Regions from separate parts of the Mus musculus genome. Here region 2 is linked to region 1. A link is a contact called in public Hi-C data. All regions are on one chromosome and are shown on one strand. Each heading gives the region's core, a stretch centred on a gene start, on an enhancer-like site or on the middle of the called end of the contact. The rest is flanking DNA. Distances are from core to core; before and after follow the strand shown. Region 1 has its middle 3.9 kb from the start of Gm31871. Region 2 overlaps Gm3331 (a long non-coding RNA gene).

Evidence for each region. Hi-C and Micro-C count contacts between places; a contact is called where the count stands out from the background.
Region 2: a Hi-C map of CD8 T cells shows a contact between it and region 1, with 4 times the contacts expected there. The contact joins two enhancer-like sites. A contact is called at or near these places in 3 of 15 datasets of contacts at CTCF or cohesin (the NIH/3T3 cell line and pro-B cells), 25 of 484 Hi-C or Micro-C datasets (3T3-L1-derived adipocytes, B cells, CD4 T cells and 10 more) and 4 of 115 datasets of contacts at active chromatin or transcription factors (fibro-adipogenic progenitors, large pre-B cells, memory CD8 T cells and 1 more).

Annotation. Positions count from the first base shown.
Region 1 is chr9:32,587,706-32,593,532 of GRCm38.p6, reverse strand. No RefSeq gene overlaps it. Among named protein-coding and RNA genes, the nearest start is that of Gm31871, 3.9 kb to the left of the region's middle. Within about 2 kb of position 2,737, at least 9 of the 459 cell types and tissues checked have an H3K27ac peak or open chromatin away from gene starts, as enhancers often do. A contact at or near this core is called in CD8 T cells, where this site is marked.
Region 2 is chr9:32,814,007-32,819,969 of GRCm38.p6, reverse strand. The region is part of intron 2 of Gm3331 (a long non-coding RNA gene); the gene reads right to left. Among named protein-coding and RNA genes, the nearest start is that of Gm3331, 34 kb to the right of the region's middle. Within about 2 kb of position 4,274, at least 48 of the 459 cell types and tissues checked have an H3K27ac peak or open chromatin away from gene starts, as enhancers often do. A contact at or near this core is called in CD8 T cells, where this site is marked.

The DNA of each region.
Region 1 (5,827 bases), core at 1,488-3,987:
CCTCCTTCTCCTCCTCCTCCTCCTCCTCCTCTTCCCCTCATCTTATTCCAAGTAAGGAGTTATTAAGTTATTCTCATTAAGACATTAGATGGCATCTCTGTGAATGGTGTCTCCTTCATATAGGGCAGGAAGACTTAGACCAGAGCAGAGAAGGTGAACAGATGAACAGTGACCACGAAGCTAGGAAGCTTAGGGCCAGGATGAGGGAGCCTCCTGGAGATTCCAAAGACCTTCAGGTGTGTTTCATCTTGCTTCTGCAAGATGGCCTGGTCATTCTGCCTGAAGCAAGGGTCTTTTTGATAAGGGTGAACTTTGAAGAGTGGGAGAAGGTGGGGGCACAGAACAGGGTCTCAGCTCTGCAAAGGAAAGAGACAAGAACTGACAGAGATAAGTGTATTTGACCTTCAGCCCTGGCCACTGCTCAGAAAGTTAACACTGGCAATTTAAGGAGCCCTGGACTTGAATTACAAAGGCCAGGGCCTTAGCACGACCACTCTGTTAGATGTGATAGATCTAGGGCATTTAAGCCACCTCTCGGGCTCTGTGCCCTGTTAAACAGAATTGTTCACAAGATTGTTAGGGAAGCTAAGTGGAGCGTGTTTAATTCGGAAATGGTCTGGTGGTACCCAGAAGTCATGGGATTAGACAATTCCCTCTTCTCTTGTTTTCTCTTCTTTTCTTTGTCTTCTTTTCTTTCTTTCCTCCACCTTTTCTAGTGAGTATAGCACCCCAGGCTTCCTGGACGCTAGGCAAGCTCTCTTCTACCACCAAACTGTACCCTCTCCCCTAGAGGAGTTCTCTTTGGAGCCGGGCCAGCCTCCTTCTTTCCAGTGACAGCAAGGACACTACCCACCATTGTGCACAGACAAAGGCCAATTGTGGGCCTCTGTGGATTCTTCAAGAAAAAATGTAAGACCAACCCAGGAGGCTCCCTGAGGAGGAGGCCAATGTAGAGCCAGCTCGAGGATCCCAAAGTGGATGTGGTAATGCCCCAGGTGGATAAAGGCTGGCATTTTGAGACAGTTGGCTTCTCCTGGTGACAGCTACCTAGGGAAGACACTCAATTTAGAAACTCAGCTTTGGTGAATAAGCAAAGGAAAAATAATTCTAATTACTTCCCAGGGTTGCTGTGTTCCCTGGCAGGCTGCATTCCTGCTAGCATTAAAAGGAGTTAAACATTTGTTTTATCCTGTCATGGAGAGACAAGCTCTAAGACACCTTCCCTGACAAGGTTAAAGCTGCCGCCTGCCCTTGACGCTGTCTTCAGAGTTGCTGTGTGTCTTGTTGCTGCTTTTTGTGTTTTGTTTTGTTTTAAGACCGTTTTGTATCTTTCTCTATCAAGTACGCTGAGCAAAACAAAGGAAAAACCACAGGTTGCAATAACCTTGACTTCTGAAAAGTCCTCTGGTTCCTGCAGTAGAGCGAGTTTGTTTTTTGAGATCTGTTTTGTCACAAAGATAAAAGTCTCAGCAGTTAGCGTTTCAGCCCTTTGAGTTTGTCTTTCTCATCCTGTGAAATTTCAAATTGTACTGTGGAGTGTAGTAGCCTGGAACTTGAAGAACATGGCTCAATGGCGCCCTCTTAAGGCCAAGAAGGAGAGGTACAGGAAAAGAGGATACGGTGTCTAGAGCATGCCTGGCCAGCCAGGGTAAGTTCCCACGTAGGCAGGATCCGCTGCTCCCTGTGTAACAAAACCGAGCAGCTGCATTAGTCATCCAGTCCAGACACACCGTGCAGATGTGGGTGCTCCCGCCACACAGTTGAGAAGGGGTTGGGCTTAGGCATTAAACAGGCCTTGGATTCAAGTCCCGCACAGGGTTGTTACTTAGCCTCTTTGACTCAGTTTCTCTCTTTACATGATATAAAATATTATGAGCATTAAGATAGGAGCATCCTTTGCTCTCTTTTGGAAATTGGTTCTAGGACCACCACCCAGGCCTCTCAAAGAGTAAAGTCCATACCCGGTTCCAAATGCTTTAAACAACGTAACCGCTGTGTAGATAGCTGTTACACAGTAGTGTTTAGAGAACTATAACAACACACCCAGTTACTACAGATAAAGTATCCCAGGCCAGGCTGAAGAGTGTACAGAGCCATGTCTGGGGGGGTGGGGGGCTGTCTATTCTCTCTCTCTCTCTCTCTCTCTCTCTCTCTCTCTCTCTCTCTCTTTCTCTCTCTCTCTCCCTCTCTCTCTCTCCTTGCCATTTATTTGCTCTCAACATGCACCGAACTATTTCATTCTCACAGACCCTGTGATCTATGGTGTATTATTATCTACTTTATAACAACAAGAAACCAGGCCCATGGTGAGTTGATAGTTACCCCATCTCATAGTTGGCACAGGCAGGCTTGAGTCCGGGTGGTATGGCCTGGAGACCCAACAACCCTGCGCATAGGACTCCTGCTCACTGGCAGACTGCCCTTCTGCTGGGAGAGCAAAGAAGAAACAGTGTGGCTGGCCTGGCATAAAATAATTAATAGGAACTTGAGTTAGACTCTGGTTCTTGATAGGTCATTTCCAGAAGAGGCAGGTCCTTGGGTCCATCTGTGCTGTCTCGTGCAATAGGGCTTCTTTCATTGATAAAGGTAAACAATATTTTGTTGTAAGTATCTACCACATTTGATTGCTCTATTTAGCTGTCAAAAATAGTTAGGCTATTTTTCACCCCTTAGCCACTGTCAACGATGCTGTAAGAACCATGAAAATGCAGTGCTAGTTCTCTACAAGATGCTGACGTCAGCTCCTCTGGGAAAAGGCCCTGGAGCAGATTCTTCCCTGGGTCTCCGTTAGTTTTAGGTTGCCATGGCAGCGGCATCTTTCTGCATCCCCATCAACAGTGCAAAGGTTCCAATTGCCCATACCCTCAACAATGTTTATTCTTGTTTTGATAATGCTGTCTGACAGGTGTATGATATTTTCTCATCGTGAGGGAAGAATACAGGAATGAAATGTCATATTGACAATGTAAAAAACCAGTAAATGATATTTGGACAGTCTGCATGCTGTCCAAATCTGACTTTAAAAATATATATATCAATATACCCTAACTACAAATTCTTAGTATTTTTTTATTATTCAAAATTCCTTATTGGTATTTACCCTCAGAAGTTGGAGGGGGCAATCAGTTCCGAAAGCACTTCCTACCTAGATATGCTATTCGTGTTTCTTTAAAAAGTGAGCCCCTCTGGGCATGGTGCATTTTTATGAAAAGGCTAGGTAAGTTTGGGGTAGGAGGACAGAGCTGAAAAGTCTGTCGTCTTTGTGGATAGGGGAAGCCACATTTAAAGGGCATTTTTTCTTCAGAAAGAGACCTCTTAGAACAGAAGTTCAAGCAAGAACATTCTTTCAGCTAAAGGCCTCTCTCCTCCTACTGACTGGCTCCATCCCTTGACAAAGACACGAACTCTGCTTTGTAGCGACCCCTGCTGGCCATATGCACGTGGTACAATGTAGCCAACTACCCGTTCCTCCTGAGATGCTGATAAAAAACAGAGGCCAGCATATAGGCAGCCCCTCCTAGTCTCTTCTGCCTTCTGAGTTCTGGACTATCGTGAGTTAAGAGAAACCTTCCTGGTCGCCCAGCCTTTTGCCTAGGAGCTGCTAAGGACAGAGATGGGCAGACACGAACCCTTCCCCCTAGACGTTTAGAGATGACTACAGAAGAGAGGGTATCATGCATGCTAGAGCGTGGCATTGCAGCGAAGAGGGGGCCCCCATATATAAGCACTAGAACGTTGGCAGAAGAGGCGCTGTGTGAGCTTCTCTGGAGCACTGAAGCAGAGAGTGTGCCGAGGTCTAAGGAGGACGCATGCTGGGGGGGGGGGGGACACACACACGACAGGGCTCCCGCTGAGGTGGGAACAGTGGTATGGGAAGGTTTCCTCTGCGCTTCTAAGGCTCCTCCTCCTGATGATGTTTAAAGCAGAGCTCTCCTCTTCCGAGAATAAGGAACATGAGTGAGGTGGGCTTTCAGAACCCTCACTAAGGAAGAGGTTGGCTACGCCCCTCCCAGAGACCCTTGGCTTCTCTGTTAAGACACCATTTGTCACTTCTTTGCTCAAGACTGTTGGGTGCAGTAATGACCACAAGGGCAGTCTAGGGAGGCAGGTAAGTTCTTTTCATCTAAAGCTGGTGGGAAAAAAAATCTCTATCCTCATCCCATGGGATTTTGGGTTCTATTAGAATCCAGTTCAGAGATGACTTACAACAAAGCAAAAAAACCAAAAAAACAAAAACAAAAACAAAAAACAACCCAAAAAAACAAAAAAAATTACAAAAAAAACAAAAAAACAAAACAAACAAACAAAAACAAGTGAATTAATTGGATGTTAACAATAGTGTTCCTCGGTTCTCCTTGAAATCATTTAAAATGTTTAAGGGCAGCTAATGTTCATCAGTCATATTGGGTGCACCTTGTGATGGACAACTGAGCCATAAGAAGTGACAAGTGTCAGAGGAGAGTCTTGGACTTCTTTCTAGCATCTTTGTTACTTTCAAATGTCCATAACAATGTCCCCAAATGGAATCATCAAGCTATGCCCCAGCTCAAATAAGGTTCAGCCATTACACACGGGTAAATCCTTAACTGTGTAGGGAGTCAGGGGACTGCTCTTGACTCTGTGGGGCTGGGCTCAGCCTCTTGTTACCTGAACAGACAGTGTGAACACAGAGGAAAGTAAACAGCCCTTTGCACGTTAAGGACCAATATGGATATAGTAATGGATTCCTCCAAACCTCAGCAGCTGAGTCGATTTACAGCTGGGAAATTAGACAAAGCTCACAACTCCCCGAGCTGGCTGCTTGCCCCTTAAACACTACCTGACTGTCACCAGCCCAGGAAGAAATCAAGTGGCCTCCTGGCCTCAAAATCTCCCAGGGTGTTCAAGGGCTCCAGGCAAGGAAACGTGACCTTCCCTAGACCCCCAGCCCCCAGATCTCCAAAATGTTCATCTGGTAGAGCAAAGACAAAGCTTCTGAGAGCCTTTTTTTCTGGGAAAAAGTGGGGGTCTCTGTGATCCTGGGGGGCCCAGCCTCAAAGAAACTTGCTGGAAAGACTTGGGGCTCTACTGTCAGAAGCTAAATGGGAACGAAGCAAGAAAAGATGGAGACAATTGAAAGATAACCCTGAGAGTCTCACTTTTCCGAAAATGGGAATGAGTAACGTCGTAAGTCCTTGGACTGACGGGGCAGAAGGAAGCTGGAAGCAAGTGGGGGAAGTTTAATCAACACAGAAAAGGGCATGGAAGAAGGTCTAACTGAGAAGAAGCGGGAAAGGGAGCTGAGGAGAAGAGTCGGGTGCCAGCCGAGCTAGGAAACCAAGCATTTCAGTAATAACACAACAGCTTTAGAAAATCAGTTGTGAAAAAAAAGTCAATAGAGTTGAAAACTCCGTTTATCATTACTCTGCTTCCTAAAGTGTGGGACCAAAGGCAGCAATTAGCATTGCAGAGCTGGGCTTCAGGGTTCAAGTCATTGGTCATGTGCAAAAATCCATGATGTGCGCGTGCGCACAAGTTGGGTGAGGCGTGTAGAACAGTGTACTGCTCTATTGAGAAAGATGAACACACAGAATCAAGGATTGACAATGCCATTCAGACAACTGCCCGTTGAATGGAGCATGGGAGCGGGAGGTGGGGCTGAGAACAGGTTGGTAATCCAAAAGAATCAGAGACGCCAGAGACTCACAACCATCTGTGAGATGCACGATCAGCTGAACTGAGCTACTCGGCTGGGAAAATACAAGAAGCCAGCAAGAGGCCTGTAGGGCACTGGCTGCTGAGAGGGAGTTCTCAGTGAGTGTCCAGGCTGTTTCTGTCTGGAGGGGCA
Region 2 (5,963 bases), core at 3,025-5,524, 220 kb before region 1:
AAAACATGGGATAAAGATCTGTAATCTTAAGGTGTTGGTCTGTCATTGTCAAAGTTCCCTCAAAATAATAATAAATTGGATTAAATACAATTCCTACAGCAGTCTATGTCCACTAACTCATAAATGTATTCATAGAATCAGCATGTTTTTCCACTTGAAATCCCTCCAGTTTAGGTCTAGACTAGAAGGTAAAATGAAGCCATTGTTTGGAGTTCTAAACCAAGGGGCAGCCCCTCAGAGAGAATAAGATAACCATGGGGAACATATTGCAGAGCCCCAAACCTGCTGCTTCCTGAAAGGATCTCTCAGTCCTGCCAGACCTGCAGATAATCTTAGAGCAGAAGATGGGTGTCTTCATGGGTTCAGTAGCACTCAGAGTGGTGTGAGAAGTATAGCCCATGGTGACAGCAGCAAAGAACAATAATCAAAAAAGTCACAGTAAGTTGTCACAGCCCTCTAGAACCACACCTGTGATCTACAGCACTCAAGTTTATTGCAAGGAAAAACGGGAAAATTAAGAAGATATAACTGGTCTTGTGGCAGTGTTGTGAGAGATGGACATAGGAGAAGAAAAGGGACTGTCAAAGCCATTTCTGCATAATCTTAAAGGATAGAGTGGGCTTTAGAACTGTGCGTAAGGAAGATCAACCCATGCAGAAAGGAACTAAAAAGCCTGCAGTGTCTAAACATTTAAAGCAAATATAAAGGATTCGAGAAGATGAGAGGACCAAGCAAACGTCACTTAACACACCATATTAGCACTTTTTAATTTTATTCAGTGTGCGTTTTTTTAATTACACTATTTTATTGGTTTTCATTCTTTTATTTACTTTTTATGTGTAGAGGTGTTTTGCCTGCATGTATTATTATGTACCACTTGTGTGTCTGGTACTTTCAGAAACCCAAAGAGGTGGTTGGACCCCCTGGTGCCCGAGCTACAGACAGCTGTGAGGTACCATTTGCACGTTAGGAATTGAACCCAGGTCCTCTGCAGAACTATCCACTGCTTGTAACTGATTAGCCATCTCTCCAGCCCCAAAGGTTCGAATTTTTAATAATCTTCCTATATAGAAAACATACAGAATTAGAAATATAAATCTTATTCCTCTTTTTAGGCTGCTAGGATAACGAGATTATACTTTCCATATCTTCAGAACATCAAGGACAGAGCCTGGTTTAGGGAAAGCTAACGGTAAACTCTAGCAACCACGGGTCTCAGCAATTAGAAGATAATAAAAACAGAGAGTCTAGCCTTTACAGCTAGTTGAAGAGGCAGAGGGAAAAACAGATGAGGGGCTGGAGAGATGGCTCAGTAGTTAAGAATGCTTCTGTGTGAGAACCATCGTGGGTCACCAGGACCCACATAAAAGCCAGTTGTACATGTCCATCTCTCTGTAATTCCAGCCTTGGAAAGTTGAGACAGGAACCCTGGAGCAGGCTGGTTAAAGAGACTAGTCATACTGAAGAACTCTGTGGAGACTCTGCCTCAATGAATAATATGCAAAAGCTATCAAGCATGATTCTAGAAATCAGCCTTGTGGTCTACGAATGCATATAAACACTCAGACATATGGAAGCCTCTATGCACACACTGAATACCACACATGCACATTACATGCACACACACATACAGAGAGGGGGGAGTTCAGTGTCATTAATAAAATGATAGCATTATTCACTGGATACTTGGAAGCATGGAGGGGCACTAAATATTTATGCTCAATAAATAGTTGTGGTCTAAGTGTGTGGGATTGTTTGGGGATCTAAAACTGGCATGAGACACACAAATAAGGAGTGTGATGTTGAAGAGACCACCTAGGATTGCTGCATTTATGAGAGCCTTTGGCCCTGCTGATGTTTAGCTGCATCAATCTAAGCTAGTAAAACTTCTCGCAATGCTTTGTTTTGTTCTGTTTTACAATGTTGGGAATTAAATGACCATACTTTCTAAGTTTAAATGCTGAAGAACTCTAACTTGAAACTGAGCGCTTAGTTCTTCCTCCATTCAGTTCATGTCCCACTGTGTGTCCTGGAGCGTAGGGAGGGTCCTATAAAATTCTCAGGCCTGGATCCTCTTTCACAAAACAGAAGGCTGGGCCACACTGGGACCTCAGACTGTCACCTGAAGTAGCCTCCCCATACTCTAGTTGTACAGAGACTCTGCCCTCCTGGTGGGGCTCAAAGAGCTTTCTTAGACAGCTAAGCTGCATTCCCCATTCCTCCTGTTTTGTAAGAGAAAGCGACTTCTGTGCTGTGTCTCCTGTTATCTGGTCCGTTTTAAAAATGAGTCTAGAATAGCCAAAACCTCCCTCCAGGGGAAGCCCTCATGCACTATTTTAATTGTGTGATGAATGATGCCCCACTGAACTGCCCTCATAAATCAACTGACAGTGCTTCATACTTCAGGGTAGAATACAAATTCAGAGACAGGGTGAGCATCACCTTAAAGAACAGAAAGGGGGAAGGGAGGATCAGAACGAATGGTGAGAAAAAGATGCTTGAGATTCGAACTGGCTGGGAGAGAGGGGGAGAGAGAGAGACAGAAAGACAGAGACAAAGGGGGAGAGAGACAGAGAGAGAGACAAAGACAGGGAGACAGAGACATAGAGACAGAGACAGACAGAGACAGAGGGACAGAGAGACAGAGAGAGACAGAGACATAGAAACTTCTCTTTCTCAGAGCCTGGTTATTGTTGGCAAGCCTAGATGTTCCTCTGGGAGGACCTCCCATGATGTCCAACCAGAAAAAAAGTTAAAAAGATGAGAGCATGCTGGTGTTTTCTTTTTAATTAGGGTTATTTATAGGGTTGAGAATGCTGTGTTTGTGTGTGTGCCTTCTCCTTCCCAGTGGTCACTGTCAGCTCTTTTTGTCTCCTCCTCACAGAAACAGAAACACAACCTCATAACTTCTGGTGAGAGCATCCCCAGGAAAGTCAGCAGCTCCTGCTGAGTCAGGTGGACATTGAGCTGAGTCTTAAGAAGCAAGATCCTGGGACCGTGCCCACCCCTTATGACTCAGGCGAGAATGAATAGCTGACCTCTCTTGGATGCCCCTGAGAAGGAAGTCTCTGGAGTCGGTCTAGACTGCGATCCGGGAATCTCAAGAGACGGGGCAAAGCCTACAAATGAGTCTCCCAGAAAAGCAGCAGAGTCTGGGAACCAACGGAAACACCTGTGCGCAAAACTACCCACAGCTGTCCCCTCTCGGGTCCTCCAGATTTGGAGGAAGGAAGGAGGAAGCCCTGGGGAGCTGCAGTTGACTACAGGGAGCTTAGAAGCCCAGGCTGTGTCCCAGCTCTGTTGTAGGGAAGGTCTAGTCAAGTTTCTTTTTTTCCCTCTGGAAGTCGGTCTCTTTAGCTGTAAGATGAAGTAGCATGAACCCATGACCACCAGGAGAACTCAGCGTTCTGTGACTTGAGGAGTTCTGTAAAGAGGACACTGGCTCCGCTGCTATTTCTTCCCAGCATCCTCAGGCAAGGGTTGCATTTCTCAGAAGCCCTTGGTGCAGCAGTCTCTGGAGTGGTCAAGCTTCTAAGCACAGAGAGAAAGGAAGCAATGGTGCAATGTGATTCTGCTCTGCTTACAGAAACACCAAGCAGGAGGACCCTGTAGAAAAGTATATGCTCTGGCGCATGCGCCCTGAAAGACCTCTGCCCATTAGCACGCAAGTAATGTTTTCTCTTGCCTCAAAGAATAAGAAAAGTGAAAGAACACACACACTCTCTCACACAAATTGCCACAGTAATTGGCTGATTTTAAGGGTATGATAGACAAGTTTTGATGTAGAATGGCTTCTTCCAAATGGTTTGGTTGTTGGTCACTCCCCGGTCTCTGGTAAAATATTTTGCCACCAAACTATTAGCATAAAAATCATAAAGAAAGGAATGATACCCCACATGCAAGATTCTCAGGGTTTAAATGTTCTAATAGCTCCTCTTCCATACCACAGTCTCAATCATCTGTCCATTTAACAGCCTCTATATGTCGCATGGGCAGTGGTGGTAAGGTAAAACAATGGCAGATGGTCAGAGATGAAAGTATCTTCAGAAATTCTGGAAAGGTGGAAAAGAAGGAGGGATAAGGGAACGTTCCACAGGGAAAAAAATGCCCCACTTGGAATAGATTGGCCAAGTAATCTTGTGCCCAGTGGAGAACCTCACACCAAGTGACCCTTGTCAGCAGTCCTTGCTTCCTTTGCAGCTCTCACCAGGTGTCTCTTTTGTGGTTCTCCCAGTACCTCTGAGCCAGCACACCCTCCATCCTGTTTCTGAGCAATAACGTTATAAAGCAGACCGCATATGTAGTGTGCATACTGATCTCACTGCTGTGCCAACTACAGGCAGAATGTCACTGTGCTTCCTTCGAGCTTTTCAGAAGAGGATGTAACAGTGGCGGACCAAGCGACCAGCAGTTGAGTGTTCTGGTGTAATAAATGAGACTGAGAAGAAGTTGAAGAAGGCTAAGAAGAAGCTTAGTGTCCTCATGTGAGCTATATATACATCCTTATGTGAGGTAAGGATAACCCCCTGGATTCCCCATGTTATTCTCTGGAATTTGGTCCATGTCCGCCTGCTTGCTTCAGGATCCTGCTAACTTGGTTGTGGTTCCCATATGCTGAGAAAGCCATTCTGGAAAAGAGAAGTTGTTATCCATTCCCCAGTTTGTGCAATCATCAATTTGCAAAACCAAAGCCCATCCTCCCCTGCCAGATTTTGTCTGACCCCAAACAATTAAGCGACCCACACTGGTCATTTGCATGGCATTTTGGATCCCCCAAAGAAATTGAAAATAAAGTCCCTCATCTTTGAAAGATTAGCTCAAATAAGCTCACAGTAACTTTTCAGTCCTTTTCAGTCCATAGAATGCTTATCAATCCTAGGCAAGGACATTAATGATATATCTGATAAGAAATTATACAAAGGAATTCAGTACTAAAACTCTGGAATTTGACCCAAATTTGAACACCAGACAGCCTGATTTCATCTAAGTCCATGGTTTTCTGATTCACTTTCAGTTAGCCTGATATGGGGGGGTTTTGTTTGTTTGTTTGTTTTTTGTTTTTTTGTTTTTGTTTTTGTTTTTGTTTTTGCTATTGTTGTTTAGAGCAATGGATGAAAGAGAGTAGCTTTATTCCATAAAACAAAGAAAGTCACGGCCCATATACATTTAGAGACCGCTATCCTAGGAGTCATGTAACCATGGACCCTTGCACACAACACTAATATTCCAAACATAGATCTAGCAGACATAGGTACAGGGACCAGATGTCTCCTTTGCCTTTCGTCATCTATGAAGAGAATCAGAGTATGCCCTGAGACATTTCATCCCTAATACCCCTGTTTATATTATCTACAGTTTTGAGTTCATGGAAGCTGAGTGTTCCATTCACATTTCTCTATTTCTTACACAGACTTCTAGTAACATACATTCTTCCTTTCTTCCCTTTGCTCAAAACTTCCTATATTTCTAAATCAGCAGCTGTCCACATCTGGCATAACCAAGAGTTTTTTCAATTTGTTACTTCCTAGTTTTCTAGAAGATGGCAGATTCTACCAATTCCAACAATTTCCCTAATTTTTTCTTTGTTTTAGAAAATATTGACAAGGGACTGCAGAAGGTGAGCGAACAGACTGCAGAATCGACACAGCTTTTGGGACAGGCCCTGTTTTGGGCTGCAGACATCCGGGCATCTACCCCGCTAGAGGAGAGGTGGCCACCTGGGCAGACTCTGATCTCCAGGGCAGGTGAGGGAGCCATCTTGTCTCCCAGGTCCCTCTAATACAAATCTGTGCAGGTGAGTGTGCAGACTGATGCAGCAACACATCTTCTGGGACAGGCCCTGTTTCAGGGCTTCATCTTCAGCCAGGAGGCAGGTCTGAACTCCAGACCTCTGTGCACCTTCCCTGCAAGAGGAGAGGTTGCCTAAAGAGAGTACTCTGACCACTGAGACTCAGAAGAGAGCT